2 separate regions of the Mus musculus genome follow, and region 1 is linked to region 2. The links are chromatin contacts, called in public Hi-C maps. All regions are on one chromosome and are shown on one strand. Each heading gives the region's core, a stretch centred on a gene start, on an enhancer-like site or on the middle of the called end of the contact. The rest is flanking DNA. Distances are from core to core; before and after follow the strand shown. Region 1 has its middle 33 kb from the start of D630010B17Rik. Region 2 overlaps Gm30665 (a long non-coding RNA gene).

Region 1 (4,524 bases), core at 1,672-4,171, 120 kb after region 2:
ACCCATTTCATGGGTCTACAACCACTAAATAAAGGTCTCACATCAATAACCCCACTTCTGGTATTAAATCTTCTATATTAGTTACTTACTCAAAGCTGTGACAAAGATAGATAGATAGATAGATAGATAGATAGATAGATAGATAGATAGATAAACCCGATTAAAAAACAGACACAAACAAAACCCAAAACCTTATTTTTCTTACAGTTTCAGAGGGAGGCAGTCCATACAGGCAATGCAAGCATGGCAGGAAAAACAGGAAGTGGCTGGTTTGGTCACATTGAATTCACAGTTACAAAGCCAACAGTGATGAATGTTTGCATTCAGCTTGCTTTTTCTTTTTTATTCAACCTGGAACCCCAGCCTATATAATAATACCATTCACACTAGGTTTTCCATTTTAGCTGAGGCAATCTACATCACTTACCATAGAAATGCTGAGATATGTTTCCACGATAACTCTAGAGCCCATCAAGTTGACAATCAAAATAAACTGTCAGTGTAAAGGGAGGCTGACAATTGAACAATATGAGAACACTTTTGTGTTACATATATTCAAAACAATAATGAATAATTTTGCATAGAGTAGTTGAATATATATATATATATTTTCATTTTACGTGCATGTGTGCCAGATCCCCCTGGAACTGAGTTTACAGATGGCTGTGAGCCACTATGTGTGTGTTGAGATCCAAACCCAGGCCCTCTGTAAGAGTACTGGGTACTATCAACTCTGAGCCATCTCTCCAGCCCTAGAGAATACTTTTCCTCTTAAGAACATAAGTCTTAAAGAACAAAATTTAGCAATAATTTTTAATCAGGAGATAGAAAATGCCACATAACACATTTTAGTCACTGAAACAGTTCATGGTAAGCCAATAGAAGTCGAATTTAATGCAGAACAAAGTAATTTTTACTCCTGACTCCTTATTACCATAACTTAAAAACTTGAATTCTTTAAGAATAAAAATAATAGACGTATTAACATATATGTCACTGTTGATTTAGTCTGTTATGAGTCTTACCCTCAACAGAGTGCTAATAGCATTTAGAATTTTAGATAAATAAGTACTTATTTTGAATGACTGACATTTTGGTCTTTGATAAGGGTGCTGTTCCCAGACACGGCTCCCTCTGAGGTCCACTACGGAGCTCTTTCTGGATCTTTCCCTGGGGTTTGACTATTAGCAGCAGCTGCTGGAGAAAATAATCCATACGAATCCATTCAACTGCAAAGCTTAGGATCCTCTGGAGGATTACGGGATCCAGTGGTCCTGGGAGCAAAGGGCCAACAGAATAAATACTTGGTAGGTTCTGATGGCTCTGTTTTATGGGTTCTAGCATCAGTTCCCGCACAACTCAACCCAAAGGGATATAATCAGGGGCAGCCAGGCTGTGTTTTAGAATGATAAAAATCCTCCTCCTTGGAGCTGGGGAGATATCATTCCATTGTTTTCTACTTTAAATTGGATGATTTTGATTCCATTGTAGATCAGGGGAGAGCACTCTTTTCAAGTAAAAACCCTAGCTTCTGTGAAATTTGGAATGTAAGAAAGCCTTTCTCATCGTTCTTAAACTGCATTATTTCTAATGGTTACTTATTTCAGATTGAATTAAGTCAAGCTTAGTAGAAAAGGATTTTTATGTCTCTTCTTATTTGCATTTGTTTGTCAAAATCTCTTTAAAGCGATTTATAGGGTAATCTTCCAAAAATTCTCTTATGTTTGACTTATTTGTAAAAGCGATACATTTGTGTCGATGTTTTATGTTTTACATTTTTTTTTCCAGCCCATTTAAAAACCTCACTTCTCTCTAGTCAATCCTTAAACAGTTGGGGAAAAAAAAATCATGTTCTCGATTTCACATGAAATACAAGAGTGCCCTCTCTTGTCCACCACAGAGTAATACAGCTGAAAAGGAAAGGTCCTCTTTAGTGACAAGGAACTGATAGAGGCATCTCTAATAATAAATACACCTTAGATTTTAATAAGAAAAGGGAGATTTATTGCAAGAAAACCACAATGCAAGGAGGGCTGAGTCTCAAGAGGTAGATACACTGAGTCTGAATAGACCTAGGAGTTAGAATGCGTTTCATTTTCAAAGTCACTGAAATATTTGCACTGTTAGGGAGATAGCAATCCCTCTGATATGTATCTATAAATAATAACATGTTGACTTTTCACTTTTAAAATCACTGAAATAAAAGCAACGGAAATATGATGTTGGTAGCTATTGTTGTTGTCAATACAGGATTGCACAAACTGTGCCACACCTGCTGAAGGGAGTTTTTGTTGCCCCATCTCCCTTGGGAAGCCATTGAAACAAACAAAATGTATCTAGGTCTTTGTGTTAGCTAGGAAAGACCAACCTGGTGTAGAGATTTCCTGGTCAGGTCAGACAGAATGTACTAGTGGAGACCAGAGTCCCTGCCACGTTCCAAGAGAGGCACAAGGGATACTATGCTGTGGTTTTGATTGGCTTTCCCAGAAGTTTAAAGTGAAAAAGCAACCACACTGTGTTCATGTTTCCTGGAATCTCAGATGAGGCAGTTATACCAATAAATCCTTCACCTTCTATGAAAGATGTTTCCTTAAAGCATGAAGGGAAGTTGTATTTATTAGAGGGATTTGGGGGAAAGACAGCACAAGTTTTTAAATCTAAGATTACTCCTTGCTCAGCTCCCCCTGACACATACACCCCACACTCTAGCAGTGTTTTATGCTCCTGTCAAGCGCTGCTCACTGACAAATCTTAGTCCTACAACCACTCCCCATGGTTTGAGATCTATCCCAAGACAGAAGTAACCTCTGAGGATCAGAGTCGCCCACACAGGACATAGTGAGCTTCTCCATAGGTGGCTGTAGCTGTTTGCAGAGTCTAAGGTCACGTGTGCACAGAACATCTGGTGCTCATTTCCTTCTGAGATATGCTGCCGCTGCTGCCGCCGCTGCTGCCACCATCTGAATAACGGATCACTCTGAAGCTCTGTGTAGCTGCGTAAGAACTGGATCACTCACTACCACGGGGGTCTCCCTATGGCTATTGTGAATCCCACAGCTCTCCTGTGTGACAGAAGCTATTGTCATCTTCCCTTTACCCAGAGTAGTGAGCATCACCTAGATCACATATCCAGATTTACTGGCTGGAAGTTGAGTTTGAACACAGATCAAGGAATTGAGTGGTAGGCTTGTCCTGTCCTAACTGTTCTCACCTCCCAAACTCATATCTGCTCTTCAAAGCTCTGATCTTCAACAATGTTGCTTCATGAGTTGTTCCCCCTCTCTCATTCTCTCTCTCTCTCTGTGTGCGTGTGTATGTGTGTGTATGTGTGTGTATGTTCCAAACAGCATCATCCTTAGCTATCTTTTTTAGTGGTTGTTTTATTATTTATCTATTTGCATATTTTTTTCTCCAAAGGGTTTCTTTGTGTAGCCCTGGCTGTCCTGGATATCACTCTGTAGACCAGGCTGGCCTCAAACTCAGAAATCCGACTGCCTCCACCTCCCAAGTGCTGGGATTAAAGGCGTGCACCACCACTGCCTGGCTCACACATGCGTTTCTTATAGGAAAGGGCACTTACCTATAGAGTGATGAGGCGTAAAACAGCGTCTTAAGTAGGTTGACTTATCATCAAGGTATCTATCCATTCTGCCAGTACTTACTAAGACCTGATGATCCTAGGTGCCAGGTGTACAGCAGTAGATGAGTAAGGTCAACTACATGCATAGTTTTAAAACTAATGAATTGAATATGAGGAGAGCTCTAGACATAATTTTAATTAATGCCCCACTTTGTTGGTAATTATCAGCTTTTAGTAGAAAGGTAGCTTGCCAATCTATTTTTTTGTCCTTATTGATGGACTAATTGAGAACATAATTACAGCTCATTAAGAGTTTTCTGAAGATCTATAGAAGGATCATCAAGATACAAACAGAAGTATCTTTTAAAAAGGGAGAAAGCAAGTGATAGGGGCCAATAGGGGAAAATATAGAATCTTTCTGATTTTTTTTAATTTGGGTAATCTATTGGAATGAGTTACAAATTGAAAATATTTGGCAGATGCGGATTTATTAACAACTAAAGAAATGAATCCGAGTGCAGCTCCGTTTTATCCGCACAGTAGATCAATATATTTTGCAGGCTGCTATTTCCTGGATAGGTCTGGCTTAGTATCATTGCTTTATAGAGTAAGGTATTTTTCCTTTTTGTTTTGTTTTGTTTTTCCCCTCGAGAACTCTCATCAAGGTATTGTCTATCTGACAATGTAAATCAGATGGAATTAAAGTCACCTCCATTGATTCGCCTATGAGGGATGAGATCTGGAGATTGACAGTTGGAGTCAGCCAATGAGCAACTGCCTTGTCACTGTGCTTACTGAGACGTGGGCTTTGCTTTTATGGGTTAGCCCATCTGTCTTAGTCAGGGTTTCTATTCCTGCACAGACATCATGGCCAAGAAGCAATTTGGGGAGGAAAGGGTTTATTCAGCTTACACTTTCCACACTGCTGTTCATCACCAAAGGAA
Region 2 (4,787 bases), core at 2,064-4,563:
GCTTCTGCTCTCAGCCAGTGCTTCTTCAGTTTGGTTTAGAGATTTCTGATCTTTTTGTTGTCTACTAGTCCATACTGTATTCCCTACATGTTAGACCTTGTTCAGCCAAATATTTCCCTAAACACAGTTAATTTTCTAACAATAGTCAGTATGTTCATAAATGGATATTTTTGTCTCATGAAATCTAATGAGTAATACATAGATAACAGATATATAGCAATTATTGAGAATTTACAATAAGTTAAGCATTGTCTATACAGTTTATACACATGAGCTCACTTCATTTTCTTAAACTACCTTGATCTAGGACTTAGTATTTTATCCATTTAATACATGAGGCAATAAAAGGCCAAGGATTTAAATATACTGTGCAAGTTACATAGTTAGTACTGAAGACATTATTGAACCCCAACATTCCACTCCAAAATGCATGCTCTTAACATTACAATATGGTCCCAAACCACTTAAATATCTGCTTCAGCTCATAAGAACTTACATACAGAGGCTAAAATTCCATGAAAAAATGGCAATATGTCATAAAACACACACACACACACATCCCACACAGGAAAAGGGAAAGAAAATTCTAATAAGAAGTATGAATATGATAGATAAAACTCCATTTTATGTCATTAATGCCTTAAATTGAAGTGGAGAGCTTTAGTTCTCTTGAAATAAACAATGGCAGGAAACTTTTCCTTTCATCAGAATTAATGAGTTTGGCCACGTTTTTAAATGACTGATAAAAATAGAAAGTATGACACACTGTATATAATTTTTTTTCTTTCCTCTAATTACTAGCTTGCAAAGTGAAAGTGAATAGGTAATTTGAGATTTCTTAGAATTGAAATTGACCCTGGAAAACTATTTCAAACAATTTATGGTTAAGTTTTCATGGGTCTCTGTGTGTTTATATGCACACACATGCATGTACACATGCACACATGTGTGTACGTGTCTTCATTCTTCTGCATGGGGAGAAAACACCTATCATTTGCCTAAGACCGTTTATGTCCAATGGCAATAAATAGAGACAGAATTTACAAAGGTCAGGTACATACATAACAAGGCTATAAATTCTAATAATGGCTCAGCAGGAAATGCCTGCTTGGGTAAGACTAATAACATGAGTTTCATTTTCAGGATCCACAGTGGAATGAGAGAACCAGCTCCCACAGTTGTCTTCTGAAATCCACACATGCACCCTAGCATAGGTGTGCCCACACTTAAAAATGCTTCATACACATACAACAATAATAATGGTAAGAAATAAAATGCTTCAAGAATCCTAATGGCAAAAGATAAATCCTGATAGCAGTGTATGTTTTATACACTCAGACTTGCAAATGGAACAGACAACGTCCTAGAATCTGTGTTTAAAATGACAGTCTGTAGGAGAAATTTAATCCAGCAACATGACTGCTCTGGCAAAGAACTAAGTCTATATGACCCAGCCAGAATGTAGACACACCCTGTACTATAGTATGATCTGGCAAGAATACAGACATGTCCTTAATACATGCTTTTAATCCCTAACAATGAAGTTTAAGGTTAGTTTGTAGAAGGAAGCAGACATGTTTGAAAGTGATATCTAATTGAGGGGTAGACAAAGTGAAGAAGAAGAGAAAGATTTGACAAAATGAGTCAGAGATAGGATTTGTCCAACTCACACAAGAACAGCACAGGAGAGGCTACTTAAGAGCAGTACAGGGAGAGTGCATGTGTGGGTATGTGAATGTGAGTGTGTGGATGTGGGTGTGTGGATGTGAGTGTGTGGATGTGAGTGTGTGGATGTGGGTGTGTGGATGTGAGTGTGTGGATGTGAGTGTGTGGATGTGGGTGTGTGAATGTGAGTGTGTGAATGTGAGTGTGTGGATGTGGGTGTGTGAATGTGAGTGTGTGGATGTGGGTGTGTGAATGTGAGTGTGTGAATGTGAGTGTGTGAATGTGAGTGTGTGGATGTGAGTGTGTGGATGTGGGTGTGTGAATGTGAGTGTGTGAATGTGAGTGTGTGGATGTGGGTGTGTGAATGTGAGTGTGTGGATGTGGGTGTGTGAATGTGAGTGTGTGAATGTGAGTGTGTGGATGTGGGTGTGTGAATGTGAGTGTGTGAATGTGAGTGTGTGGATGTGGGTGTGTGAATGTGAGTGTGTGAATGTGAGTGTGTGGATGTGGGTGTGTGAATGTGAGTGTGTGAATGTGAGTGTGTGGATGTGGGTGTGTGAATGTGAGTGTGTGAATGTGAGTGTGTGGATGTGAGTGTGTGGATGTGAGTGTGTGGATGTGGGTGTGTGAATGTGAGTGTGTGGATGTGGGTGTGTGGATGTGAGTGTGTGAATGTGAGTGTGTGGATGTGGGTGTGTGAATGTGAGTGTGTGAATGTGAGTGTGTGGATGTGGGTGTGTGAATGTGAGTGTGTGGATGTGGGTGTGTGAATGTGAGTGTGTGAATGTGAGTGTGTGGATGTGGGTGTGTGAATGTGAGTGTGTGAATGTGAGTGTGTGGATGTGAGTGTGTGAATGTGAGTGTGTGAATGTGAGTGTGTGAATGTGAGTGTGTGGATGTGAGTGTGTGAATGTGAGTGTGTGGATGTGGGTGTGTGAATGTGAGTGTGTGAATGTGAGTGTGTGGATGTGAGTGTGTGAATGTGAGTGTGTGAATGTGAGTGTGTGAATGTGAGTGTGTGGATGTGAGTGTGTGAATGTGAGTGTGTGAATGTGAGTGTGTGAATGTGAGTGTGTGAATGTGAGTGTGTGAATGTGAGTGTGTGGATGTGAGTGTGTGAATGTGAGTGTGTGGATGTGGGTGTGTGGATGTGGGTTTATGTTGTGGATGGGCCTGGCTGTTCTTGTGAACCAATCACCTAATGAATAAAGGAGCCAATCACTGGGTGAATGGGCGGGACTTCTGGGTTGGAGGGAGGAAGAGAGGACACAGGAGGGAGTTAGGCCCTTTTTGGAATGGAACAGCAGAGGGGTAAGATGTAGCTGCTAGAGTTTCTCAGTATCATGGCAGATCAGCAAGGATTTGCCACAGGAGGAATCAGATTTTAATAAGGCTTACAAGATTAGGTTTTAGTTGCTGCACCCAGAGATTGAGTTATCACTGTTTCTGAATTAGGTTTGTGTTGTGTTTTCCTACACAAGGTGGCTCATCTGGGTTCAAGAGAGAAAGGTATAGCAGCAAAGCGTGGGTTTGCCAGATGTGCACCACAAAGGCCATGGGGGATTTGAAGCACGGGGTTGGCATGGTAACGACCCGTCAGTGGGAACCTAGTGAGCTGGGTGGAGAGACGTGGAGTTCTGAGTCAGAGTCTCCACAAGATAAAAACAGGATGGCTTTTGCCTGACAGTGCATAGCTGGCCAGGTGCTGGAGCAGAGAGTTGCCAGCAGAAACATGCCGGTTTGTTTTTAATATTTCCCACAACAGGTGTGTGGTAGTATGGCAGTCTTAGTGGGACAGTTTTACAAAGACAGGTGCTAGAGAGAACAAGCTAGACACAGGTGAAGACAGAATGATCCAGAGAATGAGCCAGAAAATTAGAACATATTGCCAAAGTTAGCATGAAGCCAAGCAGAGCAATTCAGTCAGAAGTGTGTGTGTGTGTGTGTGTGTGTGTGTGTGTGTGTGTGTGTGTGTGTGTGCCTTCATACTGCTCTGCCTCAAGAGGCCTTCAATTTTTGACACATTATCTGACTCCAACAAAATCTTGGTCAAGGAAAAGTCGAATAATTCTGCAACTGTGGTGGACAGGAAGCCTACCTCAAAGGAGTTCTTCCAGGAACTATTCCTCACTACAAGGAACCTGTTTCCACCAAAGTTAAGTTTTTAAGTTCATTTTGTTTCCAGAAATTTAATATTTACTGGAGGATGTTTTTGAAGTCCCGAATGTCAACTGTGACTCAGTCAAGCATTGGTTTGTCTTCTTCAAATGTGAAGACATGATTAATTTCAGAGAACTTGGTGACATTTCCAGCGTGCCTATCTGAGGTAAAGATGTTTGCAAGGTAGGAAACAAACGGCAAGGAGAGAACATTTTGTGCTTTACTGACCTTCTTGCTATACTCATAGATCAGGGCCTTGCTCGGTTATCATCATCAGAGAAGCTTCCTCCTGCAGTAGATAAAAAAAAAAACAAAGACGGAGACCCACAGCCACACAATGTGCAGTGAGTGAGAGTCCTTGGAACACTCAGTCCCAAATGGGATGTTTCCATCTGAACCCTCCCTTCAGGGCTCAGGGAACCCTGCAGACTAGAAGGCTAAAAGCATGTAAGAACCAGAGGGGTTGGAGAACGTTAAGGAAAGTAGGCCCTCTAAACATGGCAAGACAGTTCCATGTGTGACCTCACAGAGACTGTGGCAGCATGCACAGGACCTGCGTGGGTCCTACAACTGAAAGGGAAAGGTAAATGCAGGCCCCTCCCTAACCCAGACTCTATATCCAATCGATAATCACTCACAACTGAAAAATTAGTTTCTTTTAAAGGATTCTCACTAGAGACACAAAGCACTGTTAAGGTTTAACCACCCATGCCCATCAGTGGCCAACACAAAACACTCAGCGGCAGCGTCATGTTTTGTCATAGCATTTTAATAAAGTCTCACAGGACCTTTGCATGTATTATGGCTTCTAGCTGTGTGCTGTTATGGGTTTTTCTGTGAACAAACATGTGTCTTTGTCTCTTTGTGGTTTATATGGCTATTTCCCCCTTGGATCTTTTTCTTGTGTTTGTTTTTTTTTTTTTTTTTGTCCTATTCTGTTTTTTTTTTTTAAATCTCATTTT

What was found. A called contact is a pair of places that touch in the nucleus more often than the background predicts.
Region 1: a contact with region 2 is called in a Hi-C map of Th1 cells, with 4 times the contacts expected there. The contact joins two enhancer-like sites. A contact is called at or near these places in 3 of 484 Hi-C or Micro-C datasets (the C2C12 cell line, Th1 cells and nephron progenitors) and 1 of 115 datasets of contacts at active chromatin or transcription factors (Th17 cells).

What each region holds. Positions count from the first base shown.
Region 1 is chr15:94,211,735-94,216,258 of GRCm38.p6, forward strand. No RefSeq gene overlaps it. Among named protein-coding and RNA genes, the nearest start is that of D630010B17Rik, 33 kb to the right of the region's middle. Within about 2 kb of position 2,922, at least 45 of the 459 cell types and tissues checked have an H3K27ac peak or open chromatin away from gene starts, as enhancers often do. A contact at or near this core is called in Th1 cells and Th17 cells, where this site is marked.
Region 2 is chr15:94,086,733-94,091,519 of GRCm38.p6, forward strand. The region is part of intron 2 of Gm30665 (a long non-coding RNA gene); the gene reads right to left. Among named protein-coding and RNA genes, the nearest start is that of Gm30665, 19 kb to the right of the region's middle. Within about 2 kb of position 3,314, at least 22 of the 459 cell types and tissues checked have an H3K27ac peak or open chromatin away from gene starts, as enhancers often do. A contact at or near this core is called in Th1 cells and Th17 cells, where this site is marked.